Regions from separate parts of the Sus scrofa genome. Here region 1 is linked to region 2. Evidence: chromatin contacts called from public HiChIP or PLAC-seq data. All regions are on one chromosome and are shown on one strand. The core of a region is the stretch at or near the end of the contact, and the rest is flanking DNA. Distances in the headings are between cores, read along the strand shown. Region 1 holds the start of NPLOC4 (nuclear protein localization protein 4 homolog). Region 2 holds the start of SLC38A10 (putative sodium-coupled neutral amino acid transporter 10).

Evidence for each region. HiChIP or PLAC-seq counts read pairs in DNA pulled down with a chosen protein or histone mark.
Region 1: an H3K27ac HiChIP or PLAC-seq map of alveolar macrophages shows a contact between it and region 2. The contact joins the promoter of NPLOC4 here to the promoter of SLC38A10 in region 2. A contact is called at or near these places in 2 of 2 datasets of contacts at active chromatin or transcription factors (alveolar macrophages and skeletal muscle).

What each region holds. Positions count from the first base shown.
Region 1 is chr12:1,249,397-1,253,934 of Sscrofa11.1, forward strand. NPLOC4 (nuclear protein localization protein 4 homolog) reads left to right here and starts at 1,981. Exons shown (of 17, transcript XM_021066476.1): 1 at 1,981-2,142. The coding sequence starts at 2,128. TSPAN10 (tetraspanin-10) reads right to left here and starts at 1,839. Exons shown (of 4, transcript XM_021066469.1): 1 at 1,704-1,839.
Region 2 is chr12:1,478,959-1,482,921 of Sscrofa11.1, forward strand. SLC38A10 (putative sodium-coupled neutral amino acid transporter 10) reads left to right here and starts at 2,287. Exons shown (of 18, transcript XM_005668573.2): 1 at 2,287-2,707. The coding sequence starts at 2,609.

The DNA of each region.
Region 1 (4,538 bases), core at 731-3,230, 230 kb before region 2:
GTCCGCATCAGAACCCCACGCCAGCTCCCCGAGGCCTTTGCTGCCACACGATCCGCCCTCTGGGCTACTGCATCCGCCCCGCTGCCCCCCCCCCATGGTCTGTTCTCTGTCCAGGCTCCAGAGAGCAGGTCTCCTCCACTCTTGCCCCTCCAAAGGCCTCCTCACGCCCTTAGACTAGCGTCCAGAGGTCTCCCAGGGTTCCAGGGTTCTTGCCAACCAGGCCTTCCCTGTCCTTCCTCTTTGCACTCAGCCAGAAGGTCTTTTTTTTTTTTTTTGGTCACTCCCCATGGCACGTGGAAGTTCCTGTGCCAGGGAGTGAATGTAAGCCACAGCAGCGACCCGCACCGCTGGAGTGACAATGCCAGATCCTTAACCCTCTGTGTCGCAGGGGAACTCCAGCCCAGCCCGTTCTGGTTCCTGGGCCTCCAGCACGTCTCAGGCCCCTGGACTTTGCGTGCGCTTTCACCTCGTCCTGTGTGCCTCGTCCCTCAGGTATCTGCATGGCCCACTTCACCTGGGACCTGTCAAACCTCGTCTCCTCAGAGACAGCTTTCTTGACCATCTTAGCTTTTATTTCAATTTTTTTATTTTTAATTTTTTGGCCGATATTTTATTTATTTATTTATTTTTGTCTTTTGAGGGCCGCACCTGCAGCATATGGAGGTTCCGAGGCTAGGGGTCCAATCGGAGCTGTAGCTGCCGGCCTACACCACAGTTAATACCGAGGCCAGGTACTGAACCCACATCCTCCCGAGTAACAATTTCCTAACTCTTTTCAGCACAGAAAATAAATAAATACAATCTGAAATTGATCCATGGGGGTTAAAAAACATAGTTTACTCTCTTTGAGGTTCTCATTTTTTTTTTTTCATAATTTCAGGCAAGGTCAGCTACAAAATGTGCAGAGCCCAGCGCAATATGAAAATGCTGAAAATGACAAAAAGACAGAAAAAAAAAAATTGGAGTTCCCGTTGTGGTTCAGTGGTTAACAACTCCGACTAGGAACCATGAGGTTGCAGGTTCGATCCCTGGCCTTGCTCAGTGGGTTGGGGATCCAGCATTGCCTGAGCTGTGGTGTAGGTTGCCGACACAGCTCGGATTCTGTGTTGCCGTGGCTCTGGCGTAGCCTGGCCGCTACCGCTCCAATTGGACCCCTAGCCTGGCAACCTCCATATGCCACGGGTGTGACCCTAGAAAAGACAAAAAGACACACACACACACACACACACACACACACACACAAATGCTGCAAATGCAGAGCTCCTTGCTGAAAATTATTAACGACGGCAAGACGGTGATAGCAGAGCACGAACCTAAAGCCAGGCCCTTCCAAAAAACAGCGCTGGTCTGTACCCATGAAGCTGGCACTGTGGGCAATTTTAGGATATTGGCTCTCTGGCAAAAAGCATTTATCTAAAATGCAGTTGAGAAGCTCCCGGCGTGGCTCAGGCCGCAGGTTCGATCCTTGACCTCGCTCAGTGGGTTAAGGATCCGGCGTTGCCATGAGCTGTGGTGTAGGTTGCTGTGGCTGTGGTGTAGACCGGCAGCTGCAGCTCGGATTCGACTCCTAGCCTGGGAACCTCCACGTGCCTCGGGTGCGGCCTTAAAAAATGCAGTCAAAACTCGCTCGTTTCTCTTACGTAGGATTGAGGGAAAATGCTTTCTTTAAAATATGTGTGTATATCATCAAGGTGTGATGTCACCTTCTCGAGCCTGTCTCCGTTTCCGTGTGACCAGGTGTCGGGAACGCCAGGCCGAGCCGACGCCCCCGGGCCCGCCGACCTCTCCGCAGCGTCTCTCCCGCGCGTGGCCAGCGGGGGCGCGCGTCTGCGCGGAGCCCAGGGCGCGGGGGGCCGGGCTGCGCAGGCGCGGACCGTTGGTGGGGCCGGAACCCGGTGCGCGGCCGGAACCCAGTTGCGCGGCCGCGGGGCCCGGGGAGCGCGTCGGGCGAGGCACCGGACGTCGCGGCGGTGGCTGCCGGCGGCGAAGCTGGAGCGGCGGTGGCGGCGGCGGCGGGAGGCCGGGGCCGGGGCTGAGGCCGGGGCCGGGGCTGCGAGGCCCGCGGGGCGGCAGGCGGCGGCGGCGGCGGCGGCCCGGGGCTCGAGCCCGGAGACAGGAGCGGCCGCCATGGCCGAGAGCATCGTGAGTGGGGCGGCCGGGCGGGAGGCGCCGGGATGAGGCAGCAGATTTGCCGGCGCGGCCTGCGGGAAGCGCGGCGGCTTGCCCTCCTCCGCCGGGCCGGCCGGGCCCCCGACCTCCGGGTCTCGGCCGGCGGGGAAGCCGGGCCGTCCGCAGGGGCTGGGCTGTGCCTGCCGCCTCGATTCCGGGCCGCGGGGGGCTGGCCGGGCGCGCTCGGAGGGGCTCCGGTGCCAGGGGCCGGGGCCACGACCCCGCCTCGCCGCCGTCCATCTCTTCTGCCTCCTCCCGCCGCCCCAGGAAGTGCCTTGTTACGGGTCCCCGAAAGCAGGGCGCTTTCCACCGACGGGGACCCCCTCCCCGCCAGAGGAAGCTGCGAGGAGGGTGGTCTGGCGGACGGCAAGGAGAACTTGACAGCTGCCCGTCTAAAGGGATGTTCTAAAGGGCGATTTCACTTTGTACCCGAAGGTTTTTCTTAAGTAAAAAAAAAAAGACACAAACGGAAAAGCCAGTGAAAAGCAGAAAAAGCCGGCCATGCGTTAACTTGTAGAAAGTTTCCTCTCAAAAGTCAGTGCGGCAGGAAAAAACCCCTCAGACCAGCTGCACAGAATATGTTGGTCCGCATTGAGGACTGCGTGAGATTTCCCGGGGAAGCAGAAGCAGCACCGGGGGGCAGGTGGTGTCGAGAACCTCGCAGGGCGGGGGTGGCTTCGCGGTTTGGCCAGGTGTCCCGAGTGGCGCGGTCCTGGCTCTGCGGGGACCCCCAGCCCTGGGCTTCCAGCCCCTCCTGTGATGCCTCCTGGATACACAGCTCTGTGCTCGGGGCTCTGGGGCCTCCTGCACGGTTCACCACCTGGAGATGAGCAGAGGGAAGTGGCCCAAGAGAAACTAGCCACTGACTCCTTTTAGAATAAGATTTCCTAACCCTGTTCTAGAAATAGGCTAAGAATTTAACACTCAGAGCTGCTTTCAAACTGTCTCCGTCCTGTATTATTTTTAACTGAATTCAGGTAACCACGGTCAAATGAGTTGTTTCAGAGAAGGCCGTTTCCTGCTAGGTGTGGCATGGATCTCTTGTCACATTTCTCGGGAATTAAAACAGATCATTCTTCTGAAACTTATTTCAAAGGTTGTGAGTTTTTTTTTAAGATTTTCGTTTTTTCTATTATAGCTGCGCTACAATGTTCTGTCAATTTCTGCTGTACAGAAAAGTTTTCATCTATTATTTTGGAAAGATCTTCCAAAAATTTCTGTGGGATAACTGGTTTTTATCTTACCAATTCTTTGACTCCCCCAAGAAGTGTTCTGAGTTCCTTTTCTTAGAAAGAGGGAAACCCAAGTTCCCAAGGAACTGCGTGTCCCTGTCGCTGGGTCATATTTTACATTACGGCCTATGTCAAAAGTGAAGCCATAATTTCCCTCAGTGTGAGTTATGTTTGTCTCTTTGAGTTAGAGACCGAGCTTAGCTTGGAAACGTGGGCTGCTGCGCCCTGCTGTAAAGGAACAGATAGAATAACTTAAGCTTTAGATGCACACAGATACATACGGGAAAGTGTATGTCTGCCTTTTCGCTCCTCAGAGAGTGGAGCGTCACGCTCTTGGTCCTAAGTGAGCACCTTCAGAGCAGCCCTCCCAGAATCCTTCAGAGAGAAGCAGGGCACCTCTTCACCTGCTCCGGTCGGGGAGACAGATTTCAGGAACAGATAACGTGGAGCCTGTCTAATGCCCAGGCTGCGTGGCGCAGCGGAAGCAAATCCGACTAGTATCCATGAGGATGCAGGTTCAATCCCTGGCCTCGCTCAGGGGGGTAAGGATCCGGTATTGCCGTGCGCTGTGGTGTAGGTCGCAGGTGCGGCTCAGATCCGCTGTGGCTGTGGCTGTGGTGCAGGCCCGCAGCTGTAGCCTGATTCGACCCCTGGCCTGGGAACCTCTATATGCGAGGGTGCGGCCCTAAAAAGCAAGGAAAAAAAGAAAACATTTCTCTAGATGTTGAATCCGGAGTAAAGTGGACTAGAAATCAAAAGTGAAAAGAACTTTTGTATGCAGTACACACATTTGAGCGCACATCATCTGGGTGAGAGAGTTAAGCAGATATTGTTGAGAAGCAAACAAAATATGTTATGCTCTTAACAGTCGGTATTTCATGAATATTATTCAAAACAAAATCTTAAAAATGGGGAACAGTGCGGGGGGGGCAAAGCGTTTTCAGTCAAGAGACGATTACTAGAAAAATGAGAAAGATAGTCAAGCTCTTTTAGGATAATCTAGATTATTCTTAATTTGTTTGATGAAAGCGAGCAAATCGGAAGCCATTGTGCACTTTGTCCTGTGTCATTGAAATTCTTTAAAAAAACATTTCTCATCCGTATTGTGCTGTTTTACATACAGTACGAGGCACAGTA
Region 2 (3,963 bases), core at 1,037-3,536:
ACACGGGCACGTTGAGCGAACTCAGAATTTGTAAAATCAAAGACAAATAGCTCGTTAGAAAAGTGGCCAGAAATGAACAAGCATTTCAAGAAATACAAAACAGGAGTTCCCATTGTGGCTCAGTGGGTTAAGAACCCGGCTAGTATCCATGAGGACTCAGATTTGATCCCGGGCCTCGCTCAGTGGATTAAGGATCTGGCATTGCTGCCCACTGCTGCATAGGTCACAGCTGCACTTCGCATCTTGTGTGGCTGTGGCTGTGGTGTGGGCCAGCGGCTGCAGCTCCCGTTCGACCCCTAGCCTGGGAACTTCCATATGGCTGTGGGTATGGCCCTTACAAAAAAGAGATATGAATGGACAATAAAAATATGAGTAGATGATTAACCTCATTTGTAATTAGGGAGAACAGATTAAAGACTACAATGAGATTGCATTTTGCTCACCAAACTGGCCAAAAGGATACTACCAAATGAATGTTTGTGGCAGGGTGCAGCCAGAGCCCAAGATCTATGGCCCCTTGGCCAAAATGGGGCAGCCATGCTTTTGTAAATAGAGTCTTGTTAGAACACAGTCACACTTATTTGTTTATGTGTTGTCTAGGGCTGCTTTCAATAGTCATGGCAGAGACTATGTGGTTTTTTTTTTTTTTTTGTCTTTTTAGGGCCACACCCATGGCACATGAAGGTTCCCAGGCTAGGGGCTGAATCAGAGCTATCAGCCTACACCACAGCCACAGCAATGCCAGATCCTTAACCCACTGAGCCAGGCCAGGGCTCGAACCTGTGTCCTCGTGGATGCTAGTCAGGCTTGGTTCCACTGAGCCACAATGGGAACTCCACTATGTGGCTTTTGAAACAGAAAATATTTGCTACCTGGCTCTTCGCAGGAAAAATTGACCAGCCTCTGGAGTTCCCGTCGTGGCTCGGTGGCTAATAAATCCGACTAGGAACCATGAGGTTGCAGGTTCCATCCCTGGCCTTGCTCAGTGGGTCAAGGATCCGGCATTGCCGTGAGCTGTGATGTAGGTTGTAGATGGGGCTCGGATCCTATGTTGCTGTGGCTGTTGTGTAGGCTGGTGGCTATAGCTCCGATTAGACCCCTAGCCTGGGACCCTCCATATGCCGCGGTGCAGCCCTAGAAAAGACAACAAACAAAAAAATTGTCCAGCCTCTGATGTAAACTAGCAAGAACTCTCATAACTACTTGAAGAGCGATTGGGCAATACCTGGTAAAATGAAGGTGTGCCTGCACGTGAACCGGCAGTTCTGCTTCTACGGGTTTACCCTGGAGCCCCCCCAACACCCGAGAAGACAAGGGCCGTGGTGTTCACTGAATCACTGTTTATAATGGCAAATAATTGGAAGCAACTCGGTGGCCCTCAGCAGGAGAATGGATATATATATTCCGGGCTATTTTATTATTGCTTATTTAAAAAAATGTTTTTCCACCGCATCCACGGCATATGGAAGTTGCCCGGACAGGGATCCTATCCCAGACCCAGGTGTGACCTACACCACAGCTGCTGCAATACTGGATCCTTAACCTGTTGTGCCACAGCAGGAACTCCAATTTTTTTTTTTTTTAAATTGTGGCTGCATCGTGGCATATGGAAGTTCCTGGGCCAGGGGTCGAATGGGAGCTGCAGCAGGGGTCTACACTATGGCAACACCGAATCTGAGCCACATCTGCGACCTGTGCTGCAGCCTGTGGCATCGCTGGATCCTTAACCCACTTAGGCAGGCCAGGGGTCAAACACACATCTTCACGGAGACTGGTCCTTAACCTGATGAGCCAAAACGCGAACTCCTCCATGCCCACTCTTTAGAACTGTGTACTCTTGCTGAGGAACTCAGCCTCTCTGTGCTCAGCGTCCCACTCCTAAAACGTGGGCGCTAACTCCTGGAATCCGTTATCAACGCTGACATGAAGGTGCAGCCCCGGAGACCCGCGCATCTAGCACACTTCTCCCAATCGGTCTCGAGGGTAATTGCTGAAAATGAAGGCTTAAAATCCTGCTCCTCTCCAGAAGGCGTGACGTGGCCCTTTCCCTCCTGCCCTCCACTGCTCTTCCGGATGGGGGCCACAAGGGGCGAGCTCTTGTGCTCCAGACCCTGCAAGACATGGCGCAGGACGCCAGCTCCACAGGGAGGATCAGCTGGCTGTAGGGACAGGTGCGCCCCATAGACCCCGTCCCCACCCCCCCGTGTGCGTCCATCCAAGCCCCGCCCCTGCAGGCGCCGAGGTCCGCCTTTCATTGGTGAGCGCCCTGCCCCGAGCTCCGCCCCTCGTCGTCACTTCCGGGCGGAGGAGCTCGCGGAAGGCGGAAGTGTGCGTGCCCAGGCGGCCGCCGAGCAGCACCGGAGTGTTTCTCGCCGGCTCCCCGCGGCTTTTCCCGGTCTGGGCTCGGGGACGCTGCGGTGGCCCGCGGGAGCCAGCGGGGGACGAAGCTATGAGGCGGCCGCGGGGCCTGGCGGGGCCTGGAGGGTGACTGCTCCCGCCGCCTTCCCGCGAGACCGCCTCCTCCAGGCGGCGTCCCCCTCGGGGTCTCGCGCCCCACCGTCCTGCCGGCGCCTTGGACCCGGGGCTCCGGGGCCCCAGGCCTCGCGCCATGACCGCGGCCGCGGCCTCCAACTGGGGGCTTATCACGAACATAGTGAACAGCATAGTAGGGGTCAGTGTCCTCACCATGCCCTTCTGCTTCAAACAGGTGAGTCGAGCGGGCGGTGGTCGCCGCCCCGGCCGCCCCGGGCTCAGCCCGTCACGGGAGCCGGCGCGGCGGGAGGAGGGACCCGGCAGCCCACCCGCCCCGGCGCCGCCGCGGAAGCCGAGGGAAAGCCCCCCGCGAACAGCTTGCGCACCGTTGGTAACTTCAGACCGAGGTGCAGCGTGTAGCGAGGCGATCTTGAAAACTGGAGAGTGACCGCGGGACTCCGTGTTCGCGTCCTTTCCTGGCGTTTCTTGCAACTCTGATCCCACCGCACTCCTTTCCGGGAGCGCACAGGTCAACCCCGGCCTTGGAACTAGATTGGGGTGTGGGTTCTGAGGGGGTTGCTAAATTCACCAGATTGGACACGTCAGAGCTTTGTGTTTCGCTGTGGGCAAACCTTACCTTAACGGAAAACGTCGGAAGTATTAAAAAATTGGTGTCATTCCGACGTTAAATACTGCAGGAGAGAAACTCAGCCTTTTTTGAGGTGTGGGTTTATTTGGCTTCTGTTTAATCCACAAATAAAGAGGCTTTTGGTCCTTTAGAAGAGGGAGGTTGACAGAGTTATCAAATTGGGCAACTTCTTAACTAAAAACGAACTTCTCCGCTTCCTGTGTGCCACACTGGAGGTGCCGCTCCCCCGGCCGCCTGGGGCAGGAGCTGGCCACGAGGGAGAGCGGCTTTCTTGAGGCTGGAGGAGGACCAGTGGGACACCAGGGGAGGACAGGTGGCCAGCAGGCCCTCAAAGACCAGCCTTACGTGGAAAAATGCGCATAAGATGATATTTTGGCCTTGACGTGGGCTCCAGTTGCTTCATCTTAGATTCAGGTTTTGCATTTTTCATATTTAGGATGCTTTGCTGTAAATAGCAAGCAGAAGAAAATGCGTTTCGGTTCCCGTGTGAGCGGTTGCTCTGACTTGCTTGGTGACCGTGTTGCTGGGGGGATGGAGACGGCGGGCTGACGTGGAAGGCCATGCTGGCGGCTTCTGGAACCTCCAAGGCAACATCTGTGTCTTGGCATGGGAGTCGCAGTGTGGGCCGGCCCCCTCTGGGTGTTCCTGGAGGGACTACGTATCCCAGCGCGCACTGCGACGCGCCTGGCACAGAACTGCCTCCTGGGATGTGTAGTTGGCTTGTCCTGCGCCTGTACCTGTACCGCCATCCTTCACGCCTGTCTGCCACGTGCCACCGCGGCAGGGCTCTGGGGGTTCAGATTTGAGTGTCTGCCGTGGGCTGGGCACGAGCCTGCTGCTGA